Regions from separate parts of the Rattus norvegicus genome. Here region 2 is linked to region 1. The links are chromatin contacts, called in public Hi-C maps. All regions are on one chromosome and are shown on one strand. Each heading gives the region's core, a stretch centred on a gene start, on an enhancer-like site or on the middle of the called end of the contact. The rest is flanking DNA. Distances are from core to core; before and after follow the strand shown.

What was found. A called contact is a pair of places that touch in the nucleus more often than the background predicts.
Region 2: a contact with region 1 is called in a Hi-C map of the A7r5 cell line, with 8 times the contacts expected there. The contact joins the promoter of Mettl21a here to the enhancer-like site in region 1. A contact is called at or near these places in 5 of 12 Hi-C or Micro-C datasets (the A7r5 cell line, the Rat2 cell line, Schwann cells and 2 more).

The regions. Positions count from the first base shown.
Region 1 is chr9:72,565,467-72,570,816 of GRCr8, forward strand. Dytn (dystrotelin) reads right to left here. Exons shown (of 15, transcript XM_003750707.4): 8 at 3,925-4,036; 9 at 1,766-1,914. Among named protein-coding and RNA genes, the nearest start is that of Dytn, 24 kb to the right of the region's middle. Within about 2 kb of position 2,590, at least 1 of the 93 cell types and tissues checked has an H3K27ac peak or open chromatin away from gene starts, as enhancers often do. A contact at or near this core is called in the A7r5 cell line, where this site is marked.
Region 2 is chr9:73,479,174-73,484,518 of GRCr8, forward strand. It overlaps Mettl21a (methyltransferase 21A, HSPA lysine), which reads right to left and starts at 2,166. Exons shown (of 4, transcript NM_001399451.1): 1 at 1,709-2,166; 2 at 798-965. The coding sequence starts at 944.

The DNA.
Region 1 (5,350 bases), core at 1,340-3,839:
AGGCTATCCCCAGAAGGATGAGAGCAGGCTATCCCGAGAAGGATGAGAGCAGGCTATCCCGAGAAGGATGAGAGCAGGCTATCAAAATGATGACTTGTAGGGTTGGGGAAAAGTTCAGTAGGTAGACTGCTCCCTTGCAAACACTAGGATCTCAGTGTCAATCCCAAACCCTTCATTTAAATAGCTCAGTGAGGTGGCACGTACCTTCATCCTGGCACTGAGAGAGACAGAGCTGCGGCTTGCTGAATAGCCAATACTTTACTTGGCAAGTTTCAGGCCAGTTGAGAGATAACTATCTCAAACTAGGGGAGGGGGCACTGGAGAAATGGCTAAATGGTTAAGAGCACTGGGTTCTTCCAGAGCACCTGGGTTCAAGTCTCAGAACCCTGGCAGCTCAAAAGCATCTGCAACTCCAGTTCCACAGGATCCAATGTCCTCTTCTAGACTTCATGAGCACCAGACATGAATGTGACACACAGAAATATATGCAGACAAAACACCCAAACACATACAAATAAATAGGTACAACCTTTTTTTTTTTTAAGGAAAAAAATGTGGACAATGTATAGAGAATAACACTTTGAAGTTTTTCACTTCCTCCATATTGACATGTGGATGTGCCCCAAAGCACATGGGCATCTGCACACATATGATATATATATATATATATATATATATATATATATATATATATATATATACATACATATACACACACACAAAATTTATAGTTTGCATCAGGAGTGGTAGGAATACATCTGTAATTTCAGCACGGAATACGTGAAAGAAAATGGGTGGCTAGTTAAGAAGCCAGCATGGGCCACGCAGTGAATTCAAGGCCAGCTTTGGATACATTCCAGAGTAGAGACTCAAAAGGCAAAGCAAGACGACAGAACCAAATGTAATGATTACTTGGAGGAAAATGACTGGGGACGCCTTTACCACTTAGTGTAGGAGAATGGAAGAATGGGAAATCTCATCTACAGCGTAAGTCTGGTTTTACCCACACTGAAGTGTGAAGCGCTCTCTCACAAGGCAGTTACTCAAACAGAATCTTCTAAGGCCCTGATGCCTTTGCTTGCAGGAGCAACTACTTCAGTGGCCACTACGTGGCGCTGTTGCCTCTTAGTTCTCCGCGTAAAGGCTATAGAAAGTAATTTAATCTCTACTCTATTCCAATCCGTGCCCTCCACAGGGGCTTTAGCATGAAATCTGCTGCCGGGCCTCATGAATACTCCAAGCACTGAGAATTAGCAGCTGTTGAGTTCTCAGACTGTGTCTCTCCTCCTCCAAGACCCAGAGAAAATCCCAGAAGGAGAAAGGATGTCAGAGCAAGAGAAGGGGATGGAGGGGTAGACCACCATCTTCCAGGTCGACAGTCTGCACTCGAACTCTGGTACCCATGACTACCCGCACAGGAGACCTATTTAAAATTGGCCCCACCAACATTTCATCGCCAGAGGAAGAGAGATTCTCGAGACCCCATGCCTCCCTGAAGATCTATATTCGGTTAAAGGTTGCTAGAGGGTGAGAAAGAAAAAGACACGAGCCAGGAAAGTAGAAACAGGACTGTGGAAAAGGAAAGGGGTAGCAGGAGCAATACGGGACCAGAGAAGGTAATACGGTGAATAGTGATGGAAATATATGAACGTATGAAAATGCTTTAATAAACCCATTATTATTTATAATTAATACATGGTAATAAAAATAAAAACCTGTGGCTATAATCAATGCTGGCTGTGGCAGCAGCACCCACACCACGCACCTGGCCTGCCCGTGGCTACTACCTGAGTCCCCTGAAGCCAGCTGGTCCAGCAGCCACTGCCTCCCCACAGCTCCTGCCCTGTGGTGTCTCAGGGGCAGGTTGTTCCTGAGGCTCCTGAAGAGGAGTTTTGTATTCTCTGTTGCTGACATCTGTGGAAATGAACAATATTGAAAGGGGCCCTGAGGGGTAGACAAGATGGCTCAGTGGGTAACCTAACCACCCAAGTTTGACCCTCTATCCATATGATGCAAAGAAAAAACTGATGCCCACAAATTGTCCTCTGACTTCCACGTGTTGGCTGCTGGCACACACGCACATCTGCATGCAAATGAATAAAAGACATAAAAATCAAGCCAGTAAAAAATTGAAAGGGCCTCAGATCCTTTCCTTATGCATTGGTGGCGACATGGTGCATGATGAAAGCGTTGGTAACTATTGCTTCTGTTGTTGGTGATTGGGAGAAATAATCTTCCTTGCTCCTTGAATTTCTTCATATCCTTCATGCATAAACCTGCGTCTAGCACAGGTCTCCATGCTGAACCCCCACCTGCTTCAATAAGTAACTGCTGCTTAAAGAGACTGGGGATTCTGTAAGAAGGGACCACATCAGACTGAGTTTATGGTCGCTAACATTTGGAGATGTGGGTTCCTTTAAGAACAAGGGCGGAACGCCCTTCCCGGTTTGCTACTGTATACAATTTCAGTAGATAGTGGATATCCCGAAACCCACCCATCTCGCCCACCTAAGCAACTTCAGGGAAAAGATACAAAAATATTCTATTTGCAGTCTCCAGCTCTTGAGAGTTAATGTCTATTAACACGATGACCACACGATGTCACTATAACACCATCAAATCGCAGGCTTCCAGGGAGCAGTTGAGCAAGGCTGCGCTCCGGGGGGGGGGGGGGGGGGGGAGTATTTGGAAAACTTCAGGCGCGTGCGCTTCCTGAGTGGCCCTTGATCTTGAAGAGAGAATCAGAAAGAACCGGAAAGCTGCCTTTGGTGAAGGCACTCCGACCTCAGCCGTCACTGCAATGACCTTTGAGAGAAACTTCGTTGTACAGATTCGCCGGAAATCAGTGGTTAAAAAGACAATGTTTTCTCCCTCCTTAGGCACCCCAACTGCCACCCACCCCCATAAGAACAGCAAATTGTGTTCGCATTATATTTTTCTTTCTTCTTAGAATTAAGTGCATTTGTTGGTCACTAATGATTTTCTTTGAAAGTATCAAGAGTTATAAAGTTTTACTTAGGTTTTTTTTTCTTCTTTTTATCCCAAAGGGAAAGGAAAATGTACTTTAAATTTCGGACCCAGGGAAAGTCATATTAAAACCTTTCTGAAGGAGAACCACAGCTAGACACTTTACTGTGTTGTTTCCACCAAATCAACACCCTTATTCTTCCTTATCCATCCCAGTTGCTAACGCCTGATTCTACTAACTTTGACAGATGTTTCCTATCGCTTGAGATCAATGGTACACTGTAGCCCATTAAGCCTTTTCTTGTTCCCCAAAGCATTTATAAAAGCTGAGATGTAAAAAAGCACATTTATGTTTAATCTCACGGCACGTGTCAATCATAGAAAACAACGGACGTCATTATGACTTTCTACTACAGTACCTACTACTCCTCGGTCACACAAGAGCCTTGTTACACTGAGAAAAGTTGGCAGTTGAGCTGGCCCTTTACAGTCTTAAGGGTTAACTGACAGAAGGAAAGTTTGTTTTTAATTGGTTATTTTATTTATTTACATTTCAAATGTTGTTTCCCTTCCCAGTCACCCATTTGCAAACCCCATCCCTCCCTCCATTGTCTTTGCCTCTAAGAGGGTGCTCCCCTACCCACCCACTCCTGCCTCACCGCTCCAGCATCTCCCTAAACTGGGGCATCAAGTCTCCACAGGACCAAGGGCCTCCCCTCCCACTGATGTCTGACAACGCTATCCTCTGCTGTATATGCAGCTGGAGCCAAGGCCCATCCATGTGTACTCTGGTTGGTGGTTTAGTCCCTGGGAGCTCTGAGGGGTCCGGTTAGTTGATATTGTTGTTCTTCCTATGGGGTTGCAATCCCCTTCAGCTCAGAGGGAAAGGTTTTAAAATGAAATGTCTTGTAAGGATGGGGGCAGTGAAATTTTTTTCCACACTGCCTTAGATGTTACCTGGACACAGTCCTCCATCACAGTGTGTGACTTCTGGTGAGATTTTTTGTGGAGACCAGATAAGAAACACAGCTCGCAGATGTCAAAGTCGAGGCACTTTAGACAACGGTATCTGCCAATGGAAATGGAAGCACAGCTTACATCACTAGGAGAGCAAACAGCTGATATTCAAGTAGAGAACGAGTACCCCCAAACATATGGGGAGTGCCTTCTTAGCCTTACAAAATTTTTATGTAACTTTGAAAATTTGTTAACACACTAAATGGGAAGGCAACAGAGGGTACCAGGTAGAAAAGATAAGGGTCTTTAATCAAGATTATTGGATGAGCCATCCGGCATGGTAGACAGCTACAGTGAATTGTCTGGACAGTATGCTAACTACCCTTGTGTGTGTTCCTTCATGTTCTGAAATCATCTTCAGAGACACAGAAAGACAGCTGAGTGGATAATACAACGGTTTGTTGATAATTTTAGCAAAGTGTATTCTACCATCTCATCTCAGTCGTACACAACTTATTTTTTACAGAGCATAAATGATAACCCATCTCTCTAGAACTTAATTCCTATAGTAGGGACAACATTTGATCTTTCTGCTTTGTCTTCCCCCTCCCTCCCTTCCTCCTTCCCTCTCTCCCTCTCCTTCTCCCTCTCCTCCCTCTCCCTCTCTCCCTCTTCCTCCCCCCTCCCTCCCCCTCTCTCTCCTTCTTTCTTTTTCCTGTTTTTCCACACACTGCTTCTCTGTGTGTCCTGGCTGTCTTAGAACTCAGGCTGTAGATCAGGCTGGTCTGTACCTGTCCCCCTAGTGCTTAGATTAGAGGCATGAGCCACCACCACACAGCCATGATATCTCGTTTTCTTACTTGTTTGTTTGTTTGTTTGTTTGAGACAGAGTCTCTCTGTATAGCCCTGTTTTTCTTGAAGCTTACTGTGTGAGGTGCTGGCATCCAGAGTTTCCCTCTCCCTCCCAAGTGCTGGCATTGAAGGTGTGCACCAACACACCTCTAGGAAGGGGCTTTAACTGTGACTGTTAAAGCCAAGGAGGGGTTCAGAAGTCTCATCCATCTGCTCATGACTCAACAGATCTGAATTGATGGCTGAATCTAAATTGATGCCTTCTTTGAATCCCTCATTGTGGCAAAGCGGGGAAGCTGGCCACTAGTCTCCTCTACCTGCTAACTGGGTAATTTAGTGTTTCTGGAAGCCGGAGATGATAGTGCAGTCTTTTGTAAAGCTTGTACCACATTTTAAGATACATGATCCCTGTGAACCACTTAGCCTAGTGTTTCCTTCACACTTAATAAACCATTCTTGGGGGGTAGTTCCAAAGTGTTTAAAAGGTTTATTTGGAACAAAAGACATCTGTTTTATACCTTGGTTCTCAACTTTCCTAATGCTGCAACCCTTCAATACAGCTCCTCATGTTTTG
Region 2 (5,345 bases), core at 916-3,415, 910 kb after region 1:
CCCTAATGGACAGGACAAGCTAGCCAGGGGCCAGCTTCATCTAAGAAACTTCATTTCCTACTGTATCACAGCACATTTCCATGAAGCTTACAAAACTATTCTGGAAGAAATAACGTAAATCTTGGATTTTTTTCAAGTTCTTAAGGCATGCTACAAAGAAGCATCAAAATGCTCACAGCTGCGAGTCGCTGTCCCACACGGTCCCTGGGCATCAGAAGGTAGGTTTTCACCAAAAGTTTTGGAATTCACACGATGAATGAGCATTTGCTTACAATCTCATCATTTCACGCCCCTCCCCCCACAGCTATATCCTAGGAGTATAACTGAGGTCTATGCCAATTACTCAACAGCTGAAGACAGACCTCATCAGAAGCAGAAAAGCAATCATCCTTTCAAATCCTGAAAAACTGAAAACGGGACGTCAGTTTTGGGCTGTCTACACATTCTGTGCGTGGTATCCTAATGAGTGCCCAGTGCAATCAGGCCCCTGCTTTCTTTTCAGTCTTCCGGTCCTCATTGGGCATCTAACTACTGATCATCGCACTTCCCTCAGCTCTGCAAAGTGCAGTGTTTGTAAGGGGGCAAAGGGGACGACTGGTGGGCAAGGACATGCAGGGGCCATAGTGTCATAACGTAAATGACGTAATGGATGAACTACCATGAATGTGCTGAACGACCCAATGTTTCTGCAGACTTTACATGGGTGGAGAGTAGATATGAATCATGTCTCAAGAAAGCCATCGATTTTCTTTTTAGAATACAGTCTTGTTTTCAAAGGCCCTGTGGTGCTGACTTACCGCATCCCAAACCACTGCAGCCACTCCCAGTCGCCCCCAGTCCTGACGGATCTGGATGGTGTGGTTTGCAAACGAGAAGGTGGCAAGAGGCTTATGGAGTTTCTGGAGCCCTATTGACATGCTCTCCTCATACGGTACCAGGGCCATTTCTTCTAACTCTGCTGAGACCTGTCGTGCAAAAAGAATCCTGAGTGACACCCGAGTCAGAAGTTGGGCTGCCTCTTAAGTAACTTGAAAAGCTGCTGAAGCTATTGCAAGTTCAAAGTAAGAAACAGGTTGAGGTGCGTCCGATGTCTTCAATAGCTTTTCCTCTGAGTCCTATGGGAAGTGAAACTAGCTCTGAGTTGGTGTTAATTAATAACTGAGAGGGAAACACCTAGACATCTCCAACTCCTGAGGCACCCGTTAGGAGCCTCATAAAGGCACACAAAGTGACAGTGACGGCCCCGGGAACCTGATCTGTCCGGACTCGGCTCCCACATTTTTTTATTTTGTTTGTTTGGTCCTCCAACCTACATCTCCACGTGCGGCTAGGACAAAGGAGTCAAATGTATACTTCGGCTAACTCTTAACGGTTCGCCCTGCCTTTTAACCCTAGATGGCTCCCTATGGCAGAGTGGAGTCATTTTGGGAACCGGAGTCGACGATACTGGTCAACAACGCGCGGGACAAAAAGCACAGTTGCGGGACTCCCCGTCCCGCACGCCACCTCGGTGCGTGCTTTCCTGATGCCCACGAAAGAGTCCCGAGAACCCGGAGCAGGTGGAAGCAGGACTCCGCAGGGACTCCTTGGGGACCCTCGGGTGGACGCTCGGAGCCGACACAGCCCGCAGGCCAGCCAGCGGCGCCACCAATATGGATGCTCACGGTTCCGAGAGGTTACGCGCGCCGCGCAAGCGCACTAACCTTACCTCGTCGCTTAAAGGCCAGATTGGCAGAAGGCAGGCGGAAGCTGGTCCGGGAAGGGAGACGCGGGTTTCCGGTCCGCTTTTCCAGAAGCGCTGCTTCCCCCTAACCCACGCCAGGTGGTTCCTGTCTACGTAGGGCCCCACAGCTGTAGGGCGCCAGGGAGGGCGAGTGCGCAGAGTTGTGGGTGCCTTGCGAGGGAGAAACGCCACCGCCTTGCACCGGCTGAGCTCTTGGTTCGATCTTGCGGTTAGCCGGCAACGTTGGCTCCCACGGATGCGGAGCAAAGTAGAGTACTAAGCGGAGTCACCGCGTTCGGTGGCCATGAAGTGGGAAAATCACCACTGAGCATCTCTAACCAAGGCGCGGGTGGGGAGTAGACGTGCGGCGCCCAGGCCGGGTTTTGAACCGAACCACGTGCAGCCGACTCCGGCGCTCGCGTCGCTCCACGCCCACACCCAGCCGGCGGAAGCGGCCACCTTTCTTTTTTTTTTTTTTTTTTTTTTTTTCCCGGAGCTGAGGACTGAACCCAGGGCCTTGCGCTTGCTAGGCAAGCACTCTACCACTGAGCTAAATCCCCAACCCCTTTCTAAACCCTGCCCTTCAGCCCTGGCTGCAAACCCCCGCCCCCGGACCTGGCCACCCGAGGATCTCCGCGTGTCGGGCCATGGACCCCCGGGTCCCACGCCTCTCCCAGCCGGCAGGGGGCGCGCCTGTCCTCTGCATTCCAGCACAGCTGCGGGAGACTGGGGACAGGTGACCTGCAGTAAACTGAAGACCAGTAAGAGTCCCTTCCTCAAGTTACTGAGTTTTGTGTTTGGGTCTTTTCTTCCTCTCCATTTTTCCCTTAGTAAGTTTTCTCCTTACTTGCTCCATGGATCTGTGCTGTCACGGCCTCTCAGCTTCCTCTTTTCCTTTTCCTATAAAATCTCACTTTTTTTGCACCAGTAGAGTTAATCCGATTTCATCAGTAAATACGCACAAGTGAAAAGGTCACAGCCCATTGATATGTAGTTACTAGAAGAAGAAATACCTTTCTTCCGTGTATTTTCTGCCTCATTTTTTTTGGGGGGGGGGGGGCTACACTAGGCACAAGAAAGTGCAGGCTTTGAGGCCAGAAAAACGTTCAAAAATTTAAATGGGTTGACTTCCCCAGATTCCTGGGATCTAGCTAGCCATTCTGTCTTCCTACTCTCCAGTTTTCCACTGAAAATGTATACACACACAGGAGAGGATTACATACATTTAAAACTTCCCGAAGCTCTCCAGCACACTGCCAACAAGAGTATTTGCAATATTACAATTACTTACAGTATTCTTTTTGCTCCCAGTGTTGTAATTATTAGTGACTTGCTCAGCAAAGGCACACGTACATTTAGGAAAATCAACGTCTATAGCAGTGTAGACATTAAAGAGAATGCAAACAGAAGCCACTGGTGAGCCTCTAAATACGTGAGAAAAAAACTTATTTAATCCTTGGGGTGGGGAGGTGGATGAGCATTTGTGAGAATACATATTTAAGCGCTCAGCCTGCTACGTGCCTGTCTTTAGTGCCCCTTTTCAGGGATTCTCATATCCTTAGTTCATACTCAACTGTACAAATCGCTCTGACGATCAGAGCATGCGTGAAAGCCTCTCACAACCGTGCAGTTGCTCCTTTCTCACTACTCCAGGACTTTGTTTTGTTTTGTTTTAAAACAGGGTCTCTCTTCTTTACACAGCCTTGGCTGTCCTGGAACTCACTACATCGACTTCGAACTCAGATCCACCTGCCTCTGACTCCCAAGTGCTGAGATTAAAGGTTGTGTGTGTCATCAAGTCTAGTGAAGACTTGTGTCTCATCATTCAGGAGCTCTTTAGCACCAGGTCTCCAATTGGAGCTTCACAACTGAAAGGGATTGAGAAAAGAAACCTTTGTAATCATGGGGAACCGGGCGTGTGGCAGCATTACTTAGGTGGCGCTCGTACAGGGGTGCTAACAAGTTGAGAGTCTTTCGATGCGAGGGAGAGGAGCTGGAGAGACGGCTTGGTGGTGGAGAGCATCTGTTGCACGTTCAGCACCCACATAATGCCTCGCCAACATCCAAGACTCCATCTTAAGTTCCAGGGACCCAATATCCTCTTCTGGTCTCTGTATGCACCAAGCAGTGCACATACATATGTATACTCAAAAGTCATACAAAATTAGAAATTATTAGAAAAGTTTAAATGAGGTACATGTTTTAGTGTAGGTGTTGTGCTGCTTAGCAAGGTATATTTGGAGACCCTCAAAGCTTGTAAGATCTTCCTTATCCTCTTGACTCCCAAGTGTCAGTGTCAGCTATGAGGACTCAGCTCCTTAACCACGGTGGAGCTCTAAGGACTGAGAGGACGTTTTGTGAGCAGCTTCCTTTGATTTTGGTTGTTCAGTTCTCTTTCAGGCAGGTTCTCCCTCTATAGCCTGGCCTTGTCTTGAATTCATGACAATCCTCCTACCTCAGCTTGCTGAGTGAGACTATATGTGTGAGCCTACCTGGCCTTCCTTTCAGTCTTGCTGAGGATATGCAGAAGGGTCTACTTTTCGAATTGTCTGAGGAGGATTCTAAAGTATATTTAAATATAATGATTATGCTTTTTCCTTCTAGAAAGAGGCTCCTTTCTGTGGTCCTTTCCTGGATATTACAAAACAGATAGGAAACAAGCTTGGTGCCCCCTCCAGACATGTAGCCTCCTTGTGCACTTTCACAGAGTGATGGCTGGCTGTCTTCCTGCACACTCTGGGTAGGCTACATACAAACGGGCCAGAGGTGGTTATCTGACAGTGAAGGAGTTCAGGGAATGCCTCATTAAAGTGGAAAGTCTGGGAATGGTATTTTCTACTGAGGTTACCAGAGGCTTTCCCTCCTCCCTCTCACAGCTTGCCCTCAACACTTCCTCCCTCAACGAGGCCTGTGCTCCTGTTACTCTCCGTAGTCCAGGATCCTCTCTTAAGTTTCCAGGTCTCATAAGACTTAGGGGTATTCATTTTCCTTTCCTCTGGTTCACCCGTGCATAGAATAAAAATGCCTTTTCTTTTGTTAGTCTACTGTCAGCTTGTTCAAAGACACGATTATTAAATATAGATAAGTGGGAAGTTCCCTCCCGGCTGCTCACTTGCTGCTCGCCCCCGTGTGTGCGAGCGCGTGTGCATGTGGGGGGCGGGGGAGGAGAGGGTGGGGTATGTGTGTGTACAGCTGCATGTGTGCCATGCCACCTCTAGAATTCAGAGGAAAACCTTGGGTGTAGCCCTCCTTTGGGACAGGATGTCATTGTTGTCCACAGCTGCCTATGCAGGGTCAGCTGGCCTGCAAGCTTTGGAAGTCCTCCTGCCTTCTCCTAGCTCACTATAGGAACACTGAGGTTATAGCTGCATGGCTTTAATGGTCCCAGGGATCCCAACTCTTACTTGGCAAGTGGTTCACCCACTGAACCATCCCTGCCCCCAGCCCTACCCTGTAACACCTTTTTATTTTTATCAACAAAACAAAAATTACCTACTGCCATCATGTAGCAACTTCAAGAATTGCAGAGAAGGGCACTTCTGTCCTTCCTGTTTTCTGGAATTTGGCCATGTTTGAGGTCACAGAAGCAGCAGTCACCTTGCTACAACCTGATTCCTTACTC